Regions from separate parts of the Mus musculus genome. Here regions 1 and 2 are each linked to region 3. The links are chromatin contacts, called in public HiChIP or PLAC-seq maps. All regions are on one chromosome and are shown on one strand. Each heading gives the region's core, a stretch centred on a gene start, on an enhancer-like site or on the middle of the called end of the contact. The rest is flanking DNA. Distances are from core to core; before and after follow the strand shown.

What was found. HiChIP or PLAC-seq counts read pairs in DNA pulled down with a chosen protein or histone mark.
Region 1: a contact with region 3 is called in an H3K4me3 HiChIP or PLAC-seq map of embryonic stem cells, with 12 read pairs. The contact joins the promoter of 5730596B20Rik here to the enhancer-like site in region 3. A contact is called at or near these places in 1 of 39 promoter capture datasets (neural stem cells), 2 of 484 Hi-C or Micro-C datasets (both in embryonic stem cells), 9 of 115 datasets of contacts at active chromatin or transcription factors (the NIH/3T3 cell line, embryonic basal ganglia, embryonic hindbrain and 5 more) and 3 of 9 other capture datasets (adipose tissue, liver and pancreatic islet).
Region 2: a contact with region 3 is called in an H3K27ac HiChIP or PLAC-seq map of embryonic stem cells, with 9 read pairs. The contact joins the promoter of Hoxa7 here to the enhancer-like site in region 3. A contact is called at or near these places in 1 of 39 promoter capture datasets (the C10 cell line), 2 of 15 datasets of contacts at CTCF or cohesin (the NIH/3T3 cell line and embryonic stem cells), 9 of 484 Hi-C or Micro-C datasets (the HL-1 cell line, bone marrow-derived dendritic cells, embryonic stem cells and 3 more), 5 of 115 datasets of contacts at active chromatin or transcription factors (acute myeloid leukemia, embryonic stem cells, fetal liver and 2 more) and 4 of 9 other capture datasets (adipose tissue, embryonic stem cells, macrophages and 1 more).

The regions. Positions count from the first base shown.
Region 1 is chr6:52,175,747-52,178,446 of GRCm38.p6, reverse strand. It overlaps 5730596B20Rik (RIKEN cDNA 5730596B20 gene), which reads right to left and starts at 1,292. Exons shown (of 1, transcript NR_163848.1): 1 at 1-1,292. All of the region lies in intron 3 of Hoxa3 (homeobox A3), which reads left to right. All of the region lies in intron 1 of LOC115490409 (a long non-coding RNA gene), which reads right to left.
Region 2 is chr6:52,217,262-52,219,961 of GRCm38.p6, reverse strand. It overlaps Hoxa7 (homeobox A7), which reads left to right and starts at 1,389. Exons shown (of 2, transcript NM_010455.2): 1 at 1,389-2,700. The coding sequence starts at 2,557.
Region 3 is chr6:52,034,868-52,037,567 of GRCm38.p6, reverse strand. No RefSeq gene overlaps it. Among named protein-coding and RNA genes, the nearest start is that of Skap2, 24 kb to the right of the region's middle. Within about 2 kb of position 1,372, at least 8 of the 459 cell types and tissues checked have an H3K27ac peak or open chromatin away from gene starts, as enhancers often do. A contact at or near this core is called in embryonic stem cells, where this site is marked.

The DNA of each region.
Region 1 (2,700 bases), core at 43-2,542, 140 kb before region 3:
TATAGTTTCACTAGAAAGAAGGAGAAATGGAGTAAAGGTTTGTTAGAGGCATCTTTTTATTGTGGCTTCAGTGCCGACAAGAGAATAAATATCTAACAACAGACTCTCCAGCCTGGTTCTGTATAAAAAGCATGCACAGTAAGAAGCCAATAACTGCTTTCATAGAGCACAGTTGGCTTTTTCTCTCCCCTCCCAGGAAAGAGCTAAAGCCACCCAGGTTATGGCCAAACGATTAGCTATTAGAAAGACTGGTCCCCTGGACTCTCAAAGTTCCATCCTCATCTTCATAGGCCAGCATATTTCCTCAATACCTTCCCTCCCCATCTTTGGATTTTAACGATACTTCTTGCCAAAAGTTACTCCTCACCTTCCTCCCTGGCTTGCACAGAGAGTCTTGGAGCGGTGAGCCCCCTCAGAGATGGGCAGGACACCCCTTGAATGGCAGAAAGGTTCCATCAGGCACCCCGTTGCTACAAGTACTCTTCTGTGCCTTAGAAAACGCTTCTTCTGGTCACTCTGGAAATCACGGGACTTAGAAAAGATGGGGAAGCCCACGGATGCTGAGCAAAGAAAAGCTTGGTGGTTTGGGAGAGGCTGTGGAACTGCGGGATTCGCCTGGAAAGCGGCAGTGAGCAATTTCTAGAAATGGATATCAAATAGCAGCGAATCTTCGATCACAACCCAGTAACAAGCCAACAAAACCTTGCTATTATAAATTATTAATTTTAACAATCTCGCCTATGCTTGCTTCAAAGCCAGCCTTTTGGATTTCAGATGAGCCGCGGGTACCCGCAATCTATGTGCCAGGACGCCAGACCCGCTTATTGAAATCAGAGCTCTATTTTGCCGGCTGGGACCCACCGCCCAGAGCCACCTAGGTGCTAGTCGAGGGCGCACGGAGCTGAGCTCTCCCGCGGCTCCTGCACTTCCTTCGGTCCGGCCTGGTCTTGGCACTCGGGCTGCTTGATTTGGTGGTGCAAGAAAGGTATGCGTTGCATACGCCCTAGCCCTTTGCTCCAACGCTCTCAGCCCCCTTGGCTCAGACAGTCCACTCCTAGGTCTGGTTCTCACGGCCTTCCCTGCAGCTGGCTTAGCTGAGAAGGCGGTGAGAGTCGCGTCAGCAGTTTGGAGGAGAAAGTGCGGGTTGATTATTGACCCACGCCTTCTTTCTTCAAATGCCACATCCGACCCTGAGGGTTTGAAGAGAAAAAGCGGCCGAGCGGATTTTGCGGCCGGCTCTCACCTCCTACACGTCCCGGGCTCTTCCCTTTCAAGTTGCGCCGCTGCAATCTGCCATAAGGAGCAAGTGTTTGCTGTTTTGTGCTCTGTTTACAGCTTTGGGGAGCCGAGTCATAAATCTTGCCCAGCCATAAATGACAAAAACCATTGGTATGCATGAGGCCACCCTGGCCCGGAGTGCTTTTTTGATTTCTCCCTTTCCCCCCTGGCTTTGTTTTTGCTCTAAGGTGACACTTTGGCTCCCTGACAGTTTAAACATACTACTTATATTTTTAACACCTTCCTTTGAGAGGGACCCTCGTTGACGCCTCGGAATTGCACGAAAGCTCCTTTTCTCTCTTCTCCGCCCCCCCCCCCCCCCGTGCTTTGGAGGAGTTTGTTTCTGAAGCTGGGAAGCTGAACGGGGCATTGGGAACGACCCCATCCTCTTTAACGTTGTGGCATATTACCAAGCAAATGTAGGCTTTTCCTCAACCAAGCAAAAGGAAGGCCATTCAACTAATTAGAGGGTGAAATATCCCGGATGTCCATTTGTGTTGGTTCCTTAGCTATCTTCCTCATGGACTACCTGCTTCCGTGCCCGCCGGTACTGTGCAATGGGTACACAAGAGGTGGAGACTTAAGTTTCTGAATATCTTTGTGTGTGCCTGAGCCCACAAAGGTTCATTTTACTGTAGGGACAGTTGTCCATCTCCCTGGGATACTTCCTTCCGTTAAGCCTAGAAATTTAACCAAAGGCAGTTGAATTGCATTTGGGAGGTGTCTGGAAATAGGCCCTACACCACAGGGACTGGCTTTAGGGTGTCTGTATTGGGAGCGGCAGGTGAAGAAAACTGCCCAAAGTCAGGGCAACTCATTTCTTCTTCTCTTCTTTCCCCACCCCCCACCCCATGAAAATGTCCATGGCAGGGAATTGCGTGGTTTCTCAGACAGATTCTTAAAAAATAGAACCCCACAAGAGAGCCCCTTTGTGAAAGCCGTTTGTCCTCATTAGCATAATTTTCCTGGACTTTAGTGACGCCTAGGAAGGAGAGGGAGGGCGTGGGGTGGGGGAGGCCGCCCTCCTCCCGCTGCCGCGGAGCTCGCTCTGCTCCTGTTCCTCCCCTCGCCTCAGCCCCATCCCCCCACGCCGGCGCTTCCCTAGCCGCTCTGCTCTCCCCTCCCGCCCGCCCCGGCACCCCTTACCGCACCCCCCGACCGACCCCTGCTCGGCGCAGTATTCATAAGAAACATACCCAAGTCGGTGCCACTAGCCCCGCGGAGCCCGGCCGCGCCAGCGCTTATCTGGGGCCGCGGCCGCGGGTAGGGCGGGGGCGGGCGTGGGGGAGGGGAGGGGAGGGGAGGGGGTCCAGCCGCCCCAGTCCGCCGGGGGCCAGCCGCCGGAGCAGCCAGCGGTCCGGCTCTCCGCCGAGTCCCGGCCTTGGGGTCTCCCGCCCGCACGCCCGCACGCCCGCACGCCCG
Region 2 (2,700 bases), core at 140-2,639, 180 kb before region 3:
AAGGTCTGCGTTTACATTCTAAACCTAGATTTAAACATTGAGGACTATCTGGCCACAGGAAACGGAGGAAACAAACTCTGGCAGTAGGTTTGAAAGCTAGTTCTGGGACAGCGTTGGGAAATATTTAGATAGCAGATTAAAAACTGGGTCTGGGCTCAATAGTGTGTGAATATTTTCACACATAACAGATACATTTCCATTAAATAAGTAGGGAGCCAACAGTCAGAAAACATATAATTAAATAGGCCTTGCTGAGAGTCTGATTTTGTTCAAAGTCTGCCAAGGGAAAAGAGACACAGAAACGAAGTGAGGGTTTTTGGTGAGTCTTGAATCCCACTCAGAGGGAAGACTTGTGCCCAGAAGTGCCAAGACCTTGAAAACAGCAGAATTTGGGACCTATTTGGCCTTGGCAAACTAGCACAGAGTCTCTTGTGGGAACCACTTAGTCCTTTCAGGCCAAATTCAGATGACCTTCCTAGGTGTGTTAGTGTCGTGTTTTTCCTGTTCAACCCAACTCCGAACTCTGGTTGTCAGGTCTCCTTCTAAAGAGAAGTTCCACTTTAGACACGTGCCTTTGGACTGCTCCAGTCTCCTGAGTCTAGACAGACCGCCTGGGCCTGCCTGGCCTTTCACTGTGCGCCCTTCTGTGTCACCCCAGGAACAATTTATTGGTCTAAAGCAGTCTAATTTCGCCTCTTTGATCTCCTAGCCTTCTTTTGGTTTGCTTCATCTTCTTTTAGCTATTTTAGAATTTTATTTCTCTCTTAGAAGACACTGTTATTTCGATTTCTACCCCCTCCCTGTTTCACCTCTTCTGTTTCCCATCCTGGTCCACCATAAAGTGGATCCCGGATATTGCCGCCTTAGGGTCCTTATGCTCCAGGGGAGATAGCCCAGCTCCCACCTGCCCTCCTCCCCACCAAAACCTGAGCCCTTTACTAGGTAGGAGCTGGGGTTCGTTCCAGCGGGATTTGAACATCCCTCTGTCTTTTGTGCTTCCAAGACCCCCCTGAGAGGATGCGGTAAACGGGGGTGGGGTAGGTGGAGGCAGCCTGGACCCACTGAAAGTGATAAGAAAGTGCTTTGTACACCAGGAACCAAACTCTATAATTTAGAGGAGAATTTCCGGGGCAATTCCATTGTGAAGTCGGGTTTATGATGTGCAATCGAGCTGAGCAGTAAAAGGTCGCCAGTCTTCCAGCATGGCCTGAGCAGTTTATGAGGCGTTTAGGGGAAGGGTTCACCCAAATATCCTCCAGAGAGCGTTGGGCAGCAGAGCCTTCACCCGACCTATCATTGCAGGGGGAGGGGGTCTGAAGCCCAGCAAGGTAAGCCCCCAGGGTGGGCTACTATTTGGGAGAGAACGAGGCTGTGCTTAGCAAGCACACAGTGCTTAGAAAGGTGAAGCCGCGGGATCTGGGTGGCCCCTAGAAAGGGCTCCCTTATTCGCTTTTATTGTCTCCTAAAGAACTGGGGTTCCACAATGAGCTACAGCACCCAGGTCCTGAGATTACCTCTCCTGTCTCTAATCCAGCTCTAAAACTGTTACCGGCCCACAGGGTGGAAGGCTTGCTTGCCTGAGAGCCGCCAGGAGTGTATGACGGATGTGTTTTAAAATTTGTGGAGCCGAGTTTCTCCCAAACTGAATGAGGATACCCCAGTTTTTTGTCATCTAGGGGGTAACTAGGGGTTGTGGCAAGGACAAAGCGGGTGTTGAGCTATCTCTGGAGTTGCTGCCAGCCAGCCAGGTGCCCAGGAGCAAATGCAGAGAAACTGCCAGGGCCGCAGTGTCCGGGAGGAGAAAAGGAATCCCATGTTAGTATATCTGTTGGCAAATGAGGCTCATTAATAGATAAATATTTCACTGCTTCCTTTAGGGCAGATAAACAGTGCGCCGCCGATTAAAGAAAGGAAGCTGAGAGACGTTGACTTTATTCGAACCACATGGTTCCAGTTTGTGGCAGCGGTCTCTCCGCTCGGCTAGAGGAGACACCGCGCCTGCGGTGTTGGCGCTGGAGCATCAAATCAGGTCTTAAAGGTTTCCCTGCTTATAGAGAGAGGTGGGCAAAGAGTGGATTTCCCTCTCTAGACCATCTTTGGGCGGACAGGTTACAGAGACCCTGGGTCTTGGACCCTCAGAGAGGGCCCGAACAGGGGGAATCCACACAGTGGATCTGGGGTTCAGGAATAGGTATGAGGTTGTCGGGGGAGGGGGCGAGATCCCTGCCTCCAGGCTTCGGCGGCTGGGACGGGGCTCTGGCGGAGCCTAGGGGTCTGATTGCGTCGGGCGCCCTGGCAGCCCGGTGCAGGCAGGCCGCGTCTGTGAGCCTCTTCCCCTTCCATTCTAGGAGGCAGGCGGCCCGTGGCGCGGGACCACCTGTGAGGGCTGCTGAGATTGGCGGAGGCGGTCATGTGGGCGGTCACGTGCCGCGGCGAGCTCCGTCCAAAAGAAAATGGGGTTTGGTGTAAATCTGGGGGTGTAATGTTATCATATATCACGCTACCTCGTAAAACCGACACTGAAAGCTGCCGGACAACAAATCACAGGTCAAAATTATGAGTTCTTCGTATTATGTGAACGCGCTTTTTAGCAAATATACGGCGGGGGCTTCTCTCTTCCAAAATGCCGAGCCGACTTCTTGCTCCTTTGCACCCAACTCGCAGAGAAGCGGCTACGGGCCGGGCGCCGGCGCCTTCGCC
Region 3 (2,700 bases), core at 123-2,622:
GTTAACACATCTTCGCTGAGTAGTTAATTCAGTGTCACTGGGGACAGATTGCATTGTTTATGGACTTCACGTGGGGGCAGGAGTAAGAAGAACACAGCAAGAACACTGCTTTTCTCCCTACATTTCTGTAGACCTGCACAATTTCAATCACAATTCTCCTGGGTAGAGACGATGTCCAATTCAACAGCCTGAGCTGCAGTTAGCAATTGTTATTGCTCAATAAATATTATGGTAGTAATTCTTGGAAGGCTGGGATGCTTGTAGTTTAGACAAAGCTCTCACCAGCTGAGGAGCTGAGCTTAAAGTGCCATCATATTTCTAGCAAGTCAGAAGTGTTAAGCCCCCTGTTAGCCTGCTCATCATGTGGTATTTTCACAGCATTTCTCCTTAGGACAGAGCAGCTAATAAGGGCCTCTGAACTTAGTGATAGCCACATTTTGTTCTTTGTGGGTTATATGTAGGCTGTAATCTGTACCAATGAGTTGGGAAAGTGGCTGTTTAAAAAGGAAACTATAATTAGGGTTAGCAGGCTTCCACATCCTCTTTCCTATTTATTAGAATTTATTTAGGGAATCTGAGCGAGCAGCTCTTATATACAAAACACAGAAGTAGAGAGCATGGGTGACAGCCTTTCATAACTTCACCCATATGTCTCCGAGCTTATATCATTTGGATCAGAGGTATTCAACTTGTGCGCCTTGACCCTTTTGGGAATTGAATGACCTTTGCACAGAGTTTGCCTAAGACCACTGGAAAACACAGATATTTGCATTATGGTTCATAACAGTAGCAAAATTACAGTTATGAAGTAGCAAAAAAAAAATTATGGTTGGAGGTCACCACAACGTGAGGATCTGTATTAAAGGGTTGCAGCATCAGGAAGGTTGAGAACCGCTGGTTTAGATGGAGGCAGATGAGGACACCAGTAGTGTTGGGCAGAGCTTTCACAGAGTATGACCTCCGCATCCACAGGACCTGAACTTGGCTCCCCACGTCTTAGTTGCATGCTTAGAAACTGATGACTTAGTTTGTGGAGATGAAATAATTATGACGACAGTTGAATTAATGCTTGCCCAGCAAACTGTCTCACGCACAGTAAGAATTCTTTAATTTCATTTTCTTTTTTCTTCTTCATCTCCTTTTTCCTCGTTTAATTTCTTTAAAAAAATTAAAACGATTAATTTTTTATGTGTATGAGTGTTTTGCCTGCCTGCAAGCAAGTGCACCATATGCATGCAGTTCCTGGGGAAGCCAGAAGAGGGCACTGGATCCTAGATGATATACATGGTTTTGCGACACCATGTGGGTGCTGGGAACTAAACCTAGAGTAGCCAGTGCTCTTAACTGCTGAGTCATCTCCCCAGCCCATCTTTTCATTTGAGGCGGTGTCTCTCTATGTAGCCCAGGGTAGAATCAGCCTTGAGTTCTTCCTGCCTCAGCCTCCTGGGTTGCTGGGATTACAGGGCTGCACATAGCTTTAGGATCTAAATAATGCATTCTAATAAACACATTATTTCTAGGAGGTGCAGTGGGAGGAACCCCTCTAGATGCGATTGCAGGAGGTTAACTCTGGAAGCAGTGGATGAGCTGGTAGTTGCTGGAGTGAGGGGGAGCTTCTTCATCACTGGGAATGTGATGTCACCAAGGGCCTGGGTAGGGGCGGGGGTGGGGAGGTTTGGGTTGGGGTGTGGCCGTGTTGCCTTTGACAAATACAGAACCCAAGATGGCCTTATTTACAAGGAAAATAATGATTTAAGTTTTTTTTCTTTAAATTAGTGGTTATTTTAGTTCTCAAGATTATTAAAATTTTTCTTTTAAGAAAATATTTCTTAAATAAATGACTCTAAGAAAGCTAAAATCTTGAGGCATTCATATCACGAGTAATATGACTTTCAAATGGCTTCCTATGAGCTATGCCAGGAAGTCACATAATATGTAATGAATTATGTCATGTGCCTTTGGCATAAGGATGCATTAGGCATATTAACATGCTGGACACTCTCTCCAGTCCCCCTGCATCCCTTCACACCTTAACAGCACTGGGGCATATAGAGTGATGATTACTAATAATTTAGCAGGAAGAATAGATCTTCACATTCGTATTGATTTATCTTTGCACCCGTTTAAAAGACCTCCAATAAATATTTAAAGGGTATATATTCACTTACCAATAAGGCATGCATCAAGAGTCATTACAGAATATTCTCCCAGTGCTAAATTTGGTTGAAAAGTGAGCAAATTGAATTGCAAACAAGATGTCCCTTTGAGTGGCAATGCTTTTATTTCCCTTACTGACAGAGTCACACTGAGATGCATCCCCGAATTCAATGGTTATTGTATAAGCCTTAGGCAAATTAGCTAGGGAATATTAATTCACCTTACAACTCCTCAAAATCCATTATTACACTCCTGGTTAAGATGATTTCTGTTAATAATATTAGCTATGATCTTGAACTCTGAAGGTCACAGAAACAGGAGTTGGTCAGGAATTGAAATCAATGGAGCTGAGCGAGAGGCATGCATCCGCCTACACACGGAAGCAATCACCTCAGGCTGAGTATTAGATAACGGCGGAATATACTGCAAAGCCTTCTACCCCTCTCCTACCACCCAACGTCTATAAGGTCAATGAGAGAACACCAAAGGCTTTTACCTAGAAATCACCTAGTACCTTGCATTATGGAGGTTTTTTAGTGGATA